Linked DNA regions of Mus musculus: region 2 is linked to region 1. The links are chromatin contacts, called in public ChIA-PET maps. All regions are on one chromosome and are shown on one strand. The core of a region is the stretch at or near the end of the contact, and the rest is flanking DNA. Distances in the headings are between cores, read along the strand shown. Region 1 overlaps Gm29906 (a long non-coding RNA gene). Region 2 has its middle 89 kb from the start of Gm29906.

Evidence for each region. ChIA-PET counts read pairs in DNA pulled down with a chosen protein or histone mark.
Region 2: an SMC1A ChIA-PET map of the G1E-ER4 cell line shows a contact between it and region 1, with 9 read pairs. The contact joins two enhancer-like sites. A contact is called at or near these places in 1 of 15 datasets of contacts at CTCF or cohesin (the G1E-ER4 cell line) and 5 of 484 Hi-C or Micro-C datasets (the C2C12 cell line, the G1E-ER4 cell line, muscle stem cells and 2 more).

Annotation. Positions count from the first base shown.
Region 1 is chr1:70,900,924-70,906,622 of GRCm38.p6, forward strand. All of the region lies in intron 1 of Gm29906 (a long non-coding RNA gene), which reads right to left. Among named protein-coding and RNA genes, the nearest start is that of Gm29906, 15 kb to the right of the region's middle. Within about 2 kb of position 1,563, at least 13 of the 459 cell types and tissues checked have an H3K27ac peak or open chromatin away from gene starts, as enhancers often do. A contact at or near this core is called in the G1E-ER4 cell line, where this site is marked.
Region 2 is chr1:71,004,348-71,010,221 of GRCm38.p6, forward strand. No RefSeq gene overlaps it. Among named protein-coding and RNA genes, the nearest start is that of Gm29906, 89 kb to the left of the region's middle. Within about 2 kb of position 1,679, at least 6 of the 459 cell types and tissues checked have an H3K27ac peak or open chromatin away from gene starts, as enhancers often do. A contact at or near this core is called in the G1E-ER4 cell line, where this site is marked.

The DNA.
Region 1 (5,699 bases), core at 313-2,812:
ATGGATAGTGAGAGCTAGTTACATATAAGACAATGCAGAGATTGCTACGCAGAATTCAGTAGGCATAATAGTATCTGCTATAAAGATTCTAATTAAGTAATTCCCCACTTCTGCCTTCCGTGTTATTATGAGTGGTGGCCTCTTTTCTAGTAGAAATTCTTAAATACTCTAAAGGCTCCCAGTCAAGATGACACCTTGAATTAGCACGTAGCCATCTCTGACATTCACATACAGTGAGTGCTGCTGGGTTTGATATTTTTAAATGGTTAAAGGCGAACCTAAACCATATAGAAAGCATCCAATGTCTAGAAATAAAGTATTTTTAAAAACCAAAAAACTAAACAGATATAAGTGGATTCATCAAACTCTCAATCAATCTAAACCCAGAAATGCTCAGAATATATTCATTCATGTGTGCACCCACGGTAAAATTTCCCCAGAGATTAGCTGGTGAAAGGTTTTTTTCTAGGGCTGTCCTTTCTCCAGTGTCACCACAGGACAAGTGCGCATAGCCACAATGTAAAAGCCGACTCTATCTAGATAGGATAAATCATGCTCACAAAATCACAGGCAGGAAAGAATGGACACAAAGTCACACTAGGGAACTGTTGCTCAAGGTGAGCTTGCAAACTGAAATTTCTAGCATATTAAAAATGGCCAAGCTAAGAAAAGAAAGGGCAATCATTGAAATGTGGGGAAAAATGAATTTAAAATAGAAATGTTCCATATCGTCAGAGCAACAAATAATATCTGTAACATTAAAAAATATAAAAACAAAGCAGCCACATATGAATAGAAATAGGAAAAGAAGACATTTGGGAGTGTAGAAATTAAAGTTAGGTACTAAAATATAATAAAAATACATAAATGATCTACTCCATATAGCCAGAGTCAAAATTAATTTTAGAAAAGATATATATTCTCCCATAGCAAAGCACAAAGAAATAAAGCAAGAAAACATAAAGCACAAGGTATGATATATTAATAAGGATGATTAAAAGAGCATATTAAACTTCTTCAGAGAAACTATTGAATACAAACAGACATTAAAGTCTAACTTCTATTCTAGTAAGCAAGGGAAAAAAGCTAGAAAAGTCTGTCTGACAAAAATCATAACGAGGAATGGAGAGAATTTAAGAAAATAATCTGTTCAATGATTTTGATTGAATTTACATAAATCAATAATAAAAACAAATGTAAGTAGATTAAAATTTTGTAATAAAATCCATCAAATTCACCCAATATCTTATGAAACATACAAAATAATAATAATGAAACTTTGAATAAGCTTAAAGACCATACACTAGGTCAAAATTATAACACTAGGCTATTACCTGCCATTTTCATGGCATTGACATTCACAGAAAGTAGGATCATAAAAACAGTGATGAATGGAAATTGCAGCAGGGATCAGTGACTTCCTCACACCATGTCAGATGTAAACACAGAGGCACACCCTTTAAACTGGTGATAACAGGTTTTATCTAGTAACTACAGGGACAGAACCCAGCTCTGTCATTCCATATGGGACAGAGGTGAAGTGCAGTGTCAAAGGAGAAAGAGAGATAAGCATGGGCACTCAGACAAGTCTGAGAAAAGACACTTCACAAAGGAGCGTTGGTGGCGGGATGAAAGGTGGAAGCTGGCTGATAAGGAATCAAAACAAGGTTGCCATGCCTCCACAGACGCTGGGAGATAGAGCTTATCCTTCTTGACTTCTGCAATTGTATGGGATGCCCAGCCCCTCTCAAGAGTGGAAATAGCAAGCTCTGGACATTTACAATTGTGACCTGCTTTATGTGCTAAGAAAGGGCATCTCATCACTCTGAGGAGTGATGGAACCATCCTGGGGATGCTACTTCTTGCTGCTAAATTACCTATTTGGGGGCTAGTATCTTAGTGCAAAGGTTTGCATGGCATCATTCTGTGTAGAATTCTGTGTAGAATTTTGCTGTAGTTGTATATACCCTCAGGGAAAAAAATCTACACACACTCCACCTAGCTGGTCTCAACAAGTTTTGCTTACAAATGGTTTTTGTGATATGGTATCATTAATTCCATTCAACCTCAAACTTTGAGTATATGTCCTTTAGTAGTGTGACAAAATGGTAGACAGGACAAAACACTTTCTGCGCATATTGGAGCCTTTGAGTTGTGTGAAAGAAAAGCCATTGTTCAGGTGTTTAGATCATGACATGAACTACTATGCTCCCCATGACAAATCATTTATAAGTGAAAGAATGAATACCAGACAAACTCTGGTTTTCAAAGTTTGGGGTTTTGGTGTATATTTTTCTGAACAATAAATGTAGTAAGTCTGACAAGTCAAGGAAAACAACTGACAACTAACAATATCTGTTGCCAGTGATGAAATCCAAGCTTTCAAGTGAAAATTAGAAAATTAGAATTTTGTAAAATTGGTATTCATCACTGTGAGCTTGAAAGCACTGCAATATTTTAAAAGTGTTCTAAGAAGATCATGGTTATATTAATAAATGTGATTTTTGGCACTTTGTAATGAAAATTTCTTCACTTGAAAGATCTGTATAATTCAGTGAACCAGTATTTTTCCAAATGCTTAGCATTACAAAATCAAATAGAAATACAAAGAGAGTGCAAGAACAGACAGAGAGCATTACAGAAAGCCACAGCCAACCAAAGGCCATGGTTGTAAAACCCAATGGATAAATGTGCTGATATACAATACAACTCTTATATTTATGGCTCAGGGATCATTCTGGAAAACAGGGCAGAAAGATTCTATGAGTCAGAGCAAGAAGTTTGCTATGAGACTGTACCTCCTAGAAATGTCTGAGAAACTACACCCATCAATATGGATGCCATGACCTGTACAGAGACATCATCAATAGACACGCTAATGGGAAAGGGGTAAAACCCATGAAGCCTCACCACAGATGATGAAGTACAAGCAACTAAGGAATGCCAGGAGTGGAGGGAACAGTCACCTCCAGGCAAGAGCACATTAATTGAGTATCCAATACCAAATGGTCAGTTCTAAAGATGTGTGTGTATGTTTGTGTGTGTGTGTGTGTGTGTGTGTGTGTGCACACACGCGTGCATGTATCAGCATTATACAGGCTGAGCAGTTGTATTTGGTTGTATTTACTATTTATATATTTAGCAAAAAATAGACACACACACACACACACACACACACACTCCTGAAAAAGGTAAAGGGAAGGGGCTGTGAATTTGATAACGAGCAAGAGAGGGTTACATAAGAGTGGCTGGGGAGAGAGAGAGAGAGAGAGAGAGAGAGAAGAGAAGAGAAGAGAAGAGAAGAGAAGAGAAGAGAAGAGAAGAGAAGAGAAGAGAAGAGAAGAGAAGAGAAGGAAGAAAAATGATGTAATTATCTTATAGTCTTAAAACATTGTTTTAAAATTATTTTTAAGAAGTGCAAGGTAAACAACTGGTTTCGGCATAACAGAGCAACTGAAAGAGTTTATTGACTTGAATTCATACTGACCTTGCCACTATCTATACATAGAAAGATACTGTTGTGTTTCATTATTCATGCGACTCCACATATTGTTGATATTCCTAGTCATGATGAAAATGATGAAAAGACCTTATATATTAGTTCTACAAAAATTAAGGCACAATTGCTATGGTATGCCAATCATAAGATTATTAACAGAAAAGTCAAGGGGATGGGACATTCCTTAGTGGTAAAAAGCCTGCAGCATAAGCAGAACGGCTTGAGTTGAGATCACCATTACTCACATAAAAGACAGACACAGTGACCCTCAGCTGGACTCAAAGTGTGGGGAGAGGGAATACTTGGAGCTTGTTAGCCAGCATGGCCAACTGATGAGTTCAATAAGAGCTCCTGACCCAAAAACCAGGGTGGAGAGCAACCAAAGGCAGATGATGTTAACCTCTGGCCTCCCCATAAACATGGGCATACAATCAGAGCCACATGCACATGTGCACATATCAGCAAAAACATACATATATGTTATACACATATATAACATACAGACAAAGAAAATTTAGAAATTGAAAATACTCAAAAATATCAAACTAGAAAATCTCATGACAATCAATCCCTTTCATAACACTCAATAAGGCCACTATGCAAAATTTTGTGGTCACATGTATAAAGATACACATGGATAAAAGTGGAACAGAAATATAAGTTCTTATTCATAATAACAACAGAAAGTATATGGCACTTAGGCATAATGCTAATATGTCTTGAACAACATCCATCAAGGACTACCACCAAGTCCGACAACCTGAGTTCAATACTCAGGGCCCATATAGTGGAGAAAAAAAAACTGAATCCTGTAAGCTCTCTGCTGGATGCATGTGTGCATGCACTTGTGCATACAACCTGCATGCACACACTTAACAAATACATAAATAAATTATTTAAAAAATTCTAAACATACGAGATATATAACATATGCATAATGAAGAGCTCTATCCAAAATTAATCTACAAAACTTCACAAAGTTCTTACAAAGTCTCTTCAAAATATTATGAAATTGCAGTTGAGTTTGAAGTTCATTACAATAAAATATCTAAAATTTTAAGATACCATCTATAGTGACAAAAATAAAAGGCATCTTATACAAGATATGACAAAAGAGCTAAATAAGTATTTTAGAGAACAAATTAAATATATAAAGAATTATTCAAAGGAAACAATATAATTAAGTACACCCCAAACTAGCATAGAAATATAATGAAATTCTAATAAAAATGTGGATATACTAATTTAGGAAACCTGATATTCTGATTCCAAATATATTTATGGAATAACTGAGAATAGTAGCATTTTCTGTTAATTGGGCACTTTTATAAGAATTTTGTTTGTTTAACTATTTTTTAATTGTGTGTGTGTGCGCGCGCACACACATGTGTGTGCATACTTTAGTAGCATAGGTGTTCATATACTTATATGGAACTGCAAGTCAAAGCAGGTACGTGAGAGAGAGGTTAGAGGCTGACACAATGTCTTTCCTCAGTTGCTTCTTCAAGAAACCTTTCTTTTTGTTCAGTCTTTCTCTGTCTCTCTCTCTCTGTCTCTCTCTGTCTCTGTCTCTCTCTGTCTTGCTCTCTGGGTCTCTCTGACTCTCTCTCTTTGTGTCTCTCTCTCTTTGAACCTAACCCTTGCCATTTCAGCTAGACTGATGGCCAGAAAGCCTTGTGGACTCTTCTGTCTCCACTCCCCAACCCTACAGTCCCAGGCATGCACCAGAAAGCCTGGCGTTTATTTGGTCTTAGGCATCTAGAATCAGGTCTTCATGGTTATGCAGAAAGAACTTCACTGACTGAGCCATCTCCCTAGCTCTCTAAGAACCGTAACTACAACCCTGCAATCATCAGAACAGCCACCTCCCTAAGGTAAGTGTACTATCTGTCACCCCCATTTTATTCAGAGAAAACACAACTTACTCCAGGTCAGGCAAACAGTAACAATTCTTTTTAAATCTTCCTCAATTTTCATCCAGGGCCTACTCCCTCATCACTACATCACTATACCATTCTATTAAAAGTTTCAAATTAGATGAATCTCTGAACCTTTCTCCTCTTCACTGAGCTGTCTGTTCAAAGTCAAATTGTGGCTTTGGAAGAAACACTGAAGGACAAGCAATGCCACTCACATGCATTCATGCAGTGGTTTCCAAACATGCCTTGAGATCATCATTCATCATCTCAAGGACCCTCCT
Region 2 (5,874 bases), core at 429-2,928, 100 kb after region 1:
GGTCTTAAATGTGAGTCATTACTGTCACTTAGCAGCTATGTCTGGGTCCAGATTAATTTTCAGTTTCTGCTTCCCCAGTCATAGGTGGCCAAAGTCTGCTCTGCAGAAAGTCTATCCTTTTGTCTGTTGCTTTAGCCATCAGAGTACCAGCCCACTTCACAAGCAGGAAATGAGTAAGGCTAACTCAACGTCAGGGAGGCACTTGAAAATTTTTACTTTCACAGTGGTGTGACTAATATGTAATCAATGGTTGGCACAAAGAAAGTTGAGCTCCTTTAATAAATAGAAATATATAAATAGAGCCTTGAAATATTCTGTTCTTTGAACTACATCATTATTGCCATAATCCCTACTTTTTAAAAATGATACACTTTAAAAACACAATTTACCTGCTGGAAGTTTGACTTTTTAAGGTGAACAACTTGGTGAGTTTTAGTCATCCACACCATCACAGTCATTTAGCTTCAAAACCTTTTACCTCCTAAAACTCTTACTATCCATTAACTAGCAGTCCCAACTCAGCCCTCTGCAACCCAGCTCCTCTGTGTCCTGCTATGACTAGTCTAGACAAATGGCTTCTTTCACTTAACACAATACTTTCAAGTTTCTTCTATATCATGGACTTCACTCTATGGCTGAATGGTTTCCAGAGCATGGATTATTATGTTTTGTTTTGGCTATTATTAATAATGCCACTATAAATATTTATGCAAAGCTTTTGTGTAGACACATGCTATCATTTCTCTTGGATTTATACCCAAGAGTTGGACGAGTGTATGGTAATATTACACTTAGTCATTGTGGGAACAGCCAGGCTGTTTCTCCCCATGGTTGTAGTATTTTTCATTGTCAGCAACAGTGGATGAGGGTTCCCACTTCTCTGCAGCCTTCACAGCTATTACCATCACTTTTGCATTCTGGGCATCTTTATAGGTCTGAAGTGGCATTTTGTTATGCTTTTGTGTTTCCATAATAACTAATGATATCAAACAACATCCATATACTTACAGGCCACTCATTTCTCTTCTGTGGAGAAACATCTATTCATTGCCTTTACACATTTTTATTTGGGTTATTTGTCTCTTTATTGTGGTGTTGTACTAGTTCTTTAACTGTCATAGAGACAAGCTCTCTAACAGATACAATTCAGCTTTTTTTTCCTGTTTGAGCTGTTTTTCCATCCTTTTTTTTTTTTTTTTAGTAGCATTCTCTAAAGTAAAACCTTTGATTTTGATGATGTCTGATTCATCTGATTCCCGTTTTTCTACCCTTTATGGATTTGGTATCATATCTATGAAACAGCTGCTTATCCAAAGGTCACAGGAAGTGACTCTTCTAAACCTCTATAAGGATTGTATAGGTTGGGCTCTTACAGTTAACTCCGATCTGTGTTGAGTTAACTTTTGTGTTCGGGTTAAGGGAGGCATGCTACTTCATTTTGTTTGTTTCTTTGTTTGTTTGTTTGAGACAAATAATAATAATTATTTGTAATATAATTATAAAATATAAATATATATAAAATATATATAAATATATATAATATATATAAATATATAAATATATAAAATAATATAATAATAAAACAGTTAGGAAGTGTCAGGGAGGTCACCATACAGCACAGGCTGGCCTCTGACGCTACATCCTCCATGCTGGGACAGAAGCCTGTGGCTGCAGCTGTCTCCATCCTTTGCATGTGGATAGCTTGTTGTTTCAGCACTCTGTTATCTAACAGTCTATTCCTGGACTTTCAAATCGATCTCTTTCTTCGTCTTGATTATGACTAGTAGGTGCCCCAGATCACACCTTGATTTTATTACTAATTGACCTAATTATTGAGCTAGGTTTCCATACTTTACCAGCCTTGAACTGATAAGAGATCCACAAGCCACTGACTCTCAAGTGCTTCGATTAAAGGTGTGAGCCACTATCTGACTCTACTCAGACCTTAAACTTCCTTTTTAAATGGTTTTTCCTGTTTCTGTCATTCTAGGAATTTGTGCATTTCACGTATGTTAGGCAACTTCTGTCGGTATCTGTTCACACGGCTCCTCATCTCATCTCTTTTTTTTTTTGTATCTTCAGTAATGTTTTTGTGCTCATTCCTAATTTTAATAGTATTCTTCTCTTTTTCCTAGTCAGTCAAAGCTAAAGTTGCCTATTTTGTTTCTTTTCGATGTGTTTCTTATTCATTGTTTCACTTTCTCTGCCACTTAGAGCCACCATTTTTTATCATTGTTGTTGTGTTGTTTTGCTGCTTGTATTAGGCTGTTTGGCTCTTTTTCCTCCCTGTTTTGCAAAGGTGCATGGCTAATATACTGAACCATTGTCTTTCCTTACACATAGGAGATCATAGTCCCAGCCTCTTGGCACTTGATTTATTAGTATTCTCTATGTTCAGTGCATTAGAGTTTTCATTTTTATTAATGCCATTACCATTCAATTTGTTTTGATTTCTTCTCTGAACCCGTGGTTACTCGGGAGCATACCTGGTACTGCTAGTAAGTTTGGGACAAGAAGGACAAACAAAAGCTAGAAAAGAAGGTTTACTAACTTACAGTAAGAGGTAGATCTTATGTAAGACAAGACACCCATGTTCACTTTCATCTTTTGCCAAGATTTCTTCCATGTTTTCACTATCTTGATATCCAGTATTTTCCTAATTGCTTAACGATTGGTACAAAAGAAGAACATATCTCCTTTTCCATACTGAGTGGACAAAGAAAAATGAAGCAAATCCACATAGTTCAACAATTTAAAATAGTCACTTTCAGAATGAGAGAAGATTCATCAGAGAACTAATGTTTAGTGGGTACGCTCTGTGGTCTTGCACGCCATTTTCATTAGTTATTATAATACCATGTGCTAATTTGTTCCTATTTTCCTTATCAGATTCTGGAAAATTAAGTCAGTTTGCATTATGTCACAATGACAGATGAAGTGCCTTAAACTGAGCCTAATTCTGAGTAGTGCCACAGCCCAGGATCCTTCCACTGACTTTTACTTCCTCAGAGGCACAGGCACACGCTCACGCGCACGCGCACTCGCACTCACAGGCCCTGCATGACTACCTTTTGAAAGTTTATATTCAACTGGAAGGATAGCCCAGCCATGCTGGTTGTACGTTTCTTAGCTTTCTTAAAGCGCCGACTGGTTTAGTATTACATTAATTTTTATCTAAATGTCCCCCTCCAAATGATGGATTTTGAAATGTGCTTCATCATATCTACATGTAGTTTTTTCACTTTCTATTAATCTGTGTTACTATTTCCATGCTTTCAGATCTTGGGGCGGGGGTCCCTTGATAAGGTCTGCAGCATCCTTACAAAATTCTATCTCCATTTTGTTTCATGCTATGTCCCAGTGTGGTGGTTTGAATAAGACTGGCCCCCATAGGCTCATATATATTAAATGGTTTGTCCCAGCTGGTGGGGCTGTTTAGGAAGAATTAAGAGGTGTGACCTTGTTGGGACTATGTCACTGGGGGGTGGGCTTTAAAGGTTTCAAAAGCCCATTCTAGTCCTAGTCCCTACTAGTCCTAGTCTCTCTTTCTCTCTTCCCCACCTCTCTCTCTTTCTCTCTCTCTCTCTCCCTCACTGTTGCATCAGAGCATCAAATCAGATATGAGCTCTCAGCGATTTTTCCAGCACCATGCCAACATGCTCCCTGTCATGATGATAATGAATTAAATCTATAAAAGTGAAAGAAAGCCAATTAAGTGCTTTCTTTTATAAGAGTTGCCTTGGTCATGGTATCTTTTCACAGCAATAGAATAGTAACTAAGACACCTGATATATTTGAAATTCTAATTCAGACTATCTCTATTATCTGACCTTGTCATTTTTCTATTCTCATTCTTTTTGTTACAACTGTTGGATTTCTTACTACCTTGTTATCATAGGCTCATGCTCTCCATTTCTGTGATTAGCTCAGGGCTACTGGGTTTACTCCATCAGAAGCCATAAAGTCAAATTTTTGTTCTACCACTGAGCTCAAGTCAGACAATATGGGCAAGTTACTTTATCCTTTAAACCTGATCTCATGTGTTTACTGTGAGATTAAACTAAACAGTAGATTTGTGAAATGCTTACAAAATTCAAGCACAAAATATTCAGTAGCACTATTATTTCTATTAATAATGTTTTCCTGCTATTGTTGATCCATATGAAGCAGCTTATGTGTATATACACACATACACCACACACTTTTCAATGAGTTATCATCTAGAATCTAGTAATCTAATATACACATCAAATATATATAATATATATTATATATAACATATATATATATATGTATATAAAAATCTCTATATATATATAAAATCTCTACATACTTAGCCATTAGCTTCCCACTGTCTTCTCATATTTTCAGCATTTGAAAACATTTTTAAAAATTAATTTTTTTCTTCCAGGCATGTCATAGTATAAGAGACTAAACTTCTGATTTGAGGAAGAGTTGTATAAACTTGAAAGGGCTTTCTTCCTTAGGAAGGAAGCAGTGGTCACCCAGAGACCCCAGTTACATTTAATGGCGTGTGCTTAGGTAGTTCCAGGCAGACTTACCCCCTCACCTCTTTCAGTGGACAGCTCCTTCCAACATTTTGATTTTGTTGGAAACTTTTTTCTCAGAACTCTGCATCTTCAGAATGTTCTAAGACAGGAAGATCTTTGTCAGAAAAACAAAGTGTGCAGTCTGCAGGACACTGACTCTTCTATTCAGCCTGCGGGTAAAATGGAAGCTGTTTGTACTACCCCATTAATGCAGCTTGCCTTGGATTGTACAGTGGGGGATTAAAAGGGAAACCTTTAGAAATGAACACTAAGATTTTGTGGTTGACCAAGTTCACACTTACTTCCTTACAACCTTCCAAGTAGCAACCACTTTCTTAAACAATTGTACCAGAATTATAAAATTTGGGGTTACACACACACACACACACACACACACACACACTATCCAAGTTATGCATACTTTCTGCATCTCTATTGTTGATATCCTGATCATAAATATTTTGGACAAGAGGGTTTAGTCTTCATTTTCATGTATGTATCTACTTTATAGAGACTTCACTGTGTTATTTCCAACTTTTCTACTTTAAAGTTTATTTGAAGAACAATAACTTGTCAGAACTTTATCCCAATTATAACTCTCTGTTCATGTCTTTTGCATGGAATACACACCCAATAGTCACTGTAATTATGGCCATTCTTAAAGGATGCTATGATCCCTGACAAAAATATAAGGGAGAATAAAGCAGAGTGTGATGAGGGTTAATTTCTCTGTGTGATATACACAAGCGTATAACTCCGTATGATATACACATGCATATAACTCCTGTGTGTTCAGCTTTTCTTCATTTTCTTATTGTTTTAAATCTGGCCCTTGAGCAACTTTTTTTACTGTACCGAATCTTGTTTTGTTTAAATGCCAAGTTACACCTTCTATCATTTTCTTCACATTGATCAACATTATTTCATCAGATTTTTCCCTCTAAAAATGTACAGAAATAGCTTATTTGTTAAAGTCACACCCCTATTGTACCACAGGCCTTTAATCCTTTATCATTATATGAATAGAGATTCATAAAAAGGGGAGGAGAGAAACCATATGCACAGTTGATTATCATCTTGTACAGCTGATCTACAACTGCTCTGCAGGGACAAAGTTATCCCAAGTGGATATTTTCCATCTCTCCTAAGTCTCAAAACTTGAATTCAGCTCTGGATCTTGTAGATTAGCATAACAGTTGAAATCACACAATTCTCATCAATCTACTAACACTATCATCATCATTTTCACCTTTAAATCTATTACATTTAGAGTACACATGCATGTGTGTGTGATGTATCTAACAGGACATAAGTGTGGTCAGAG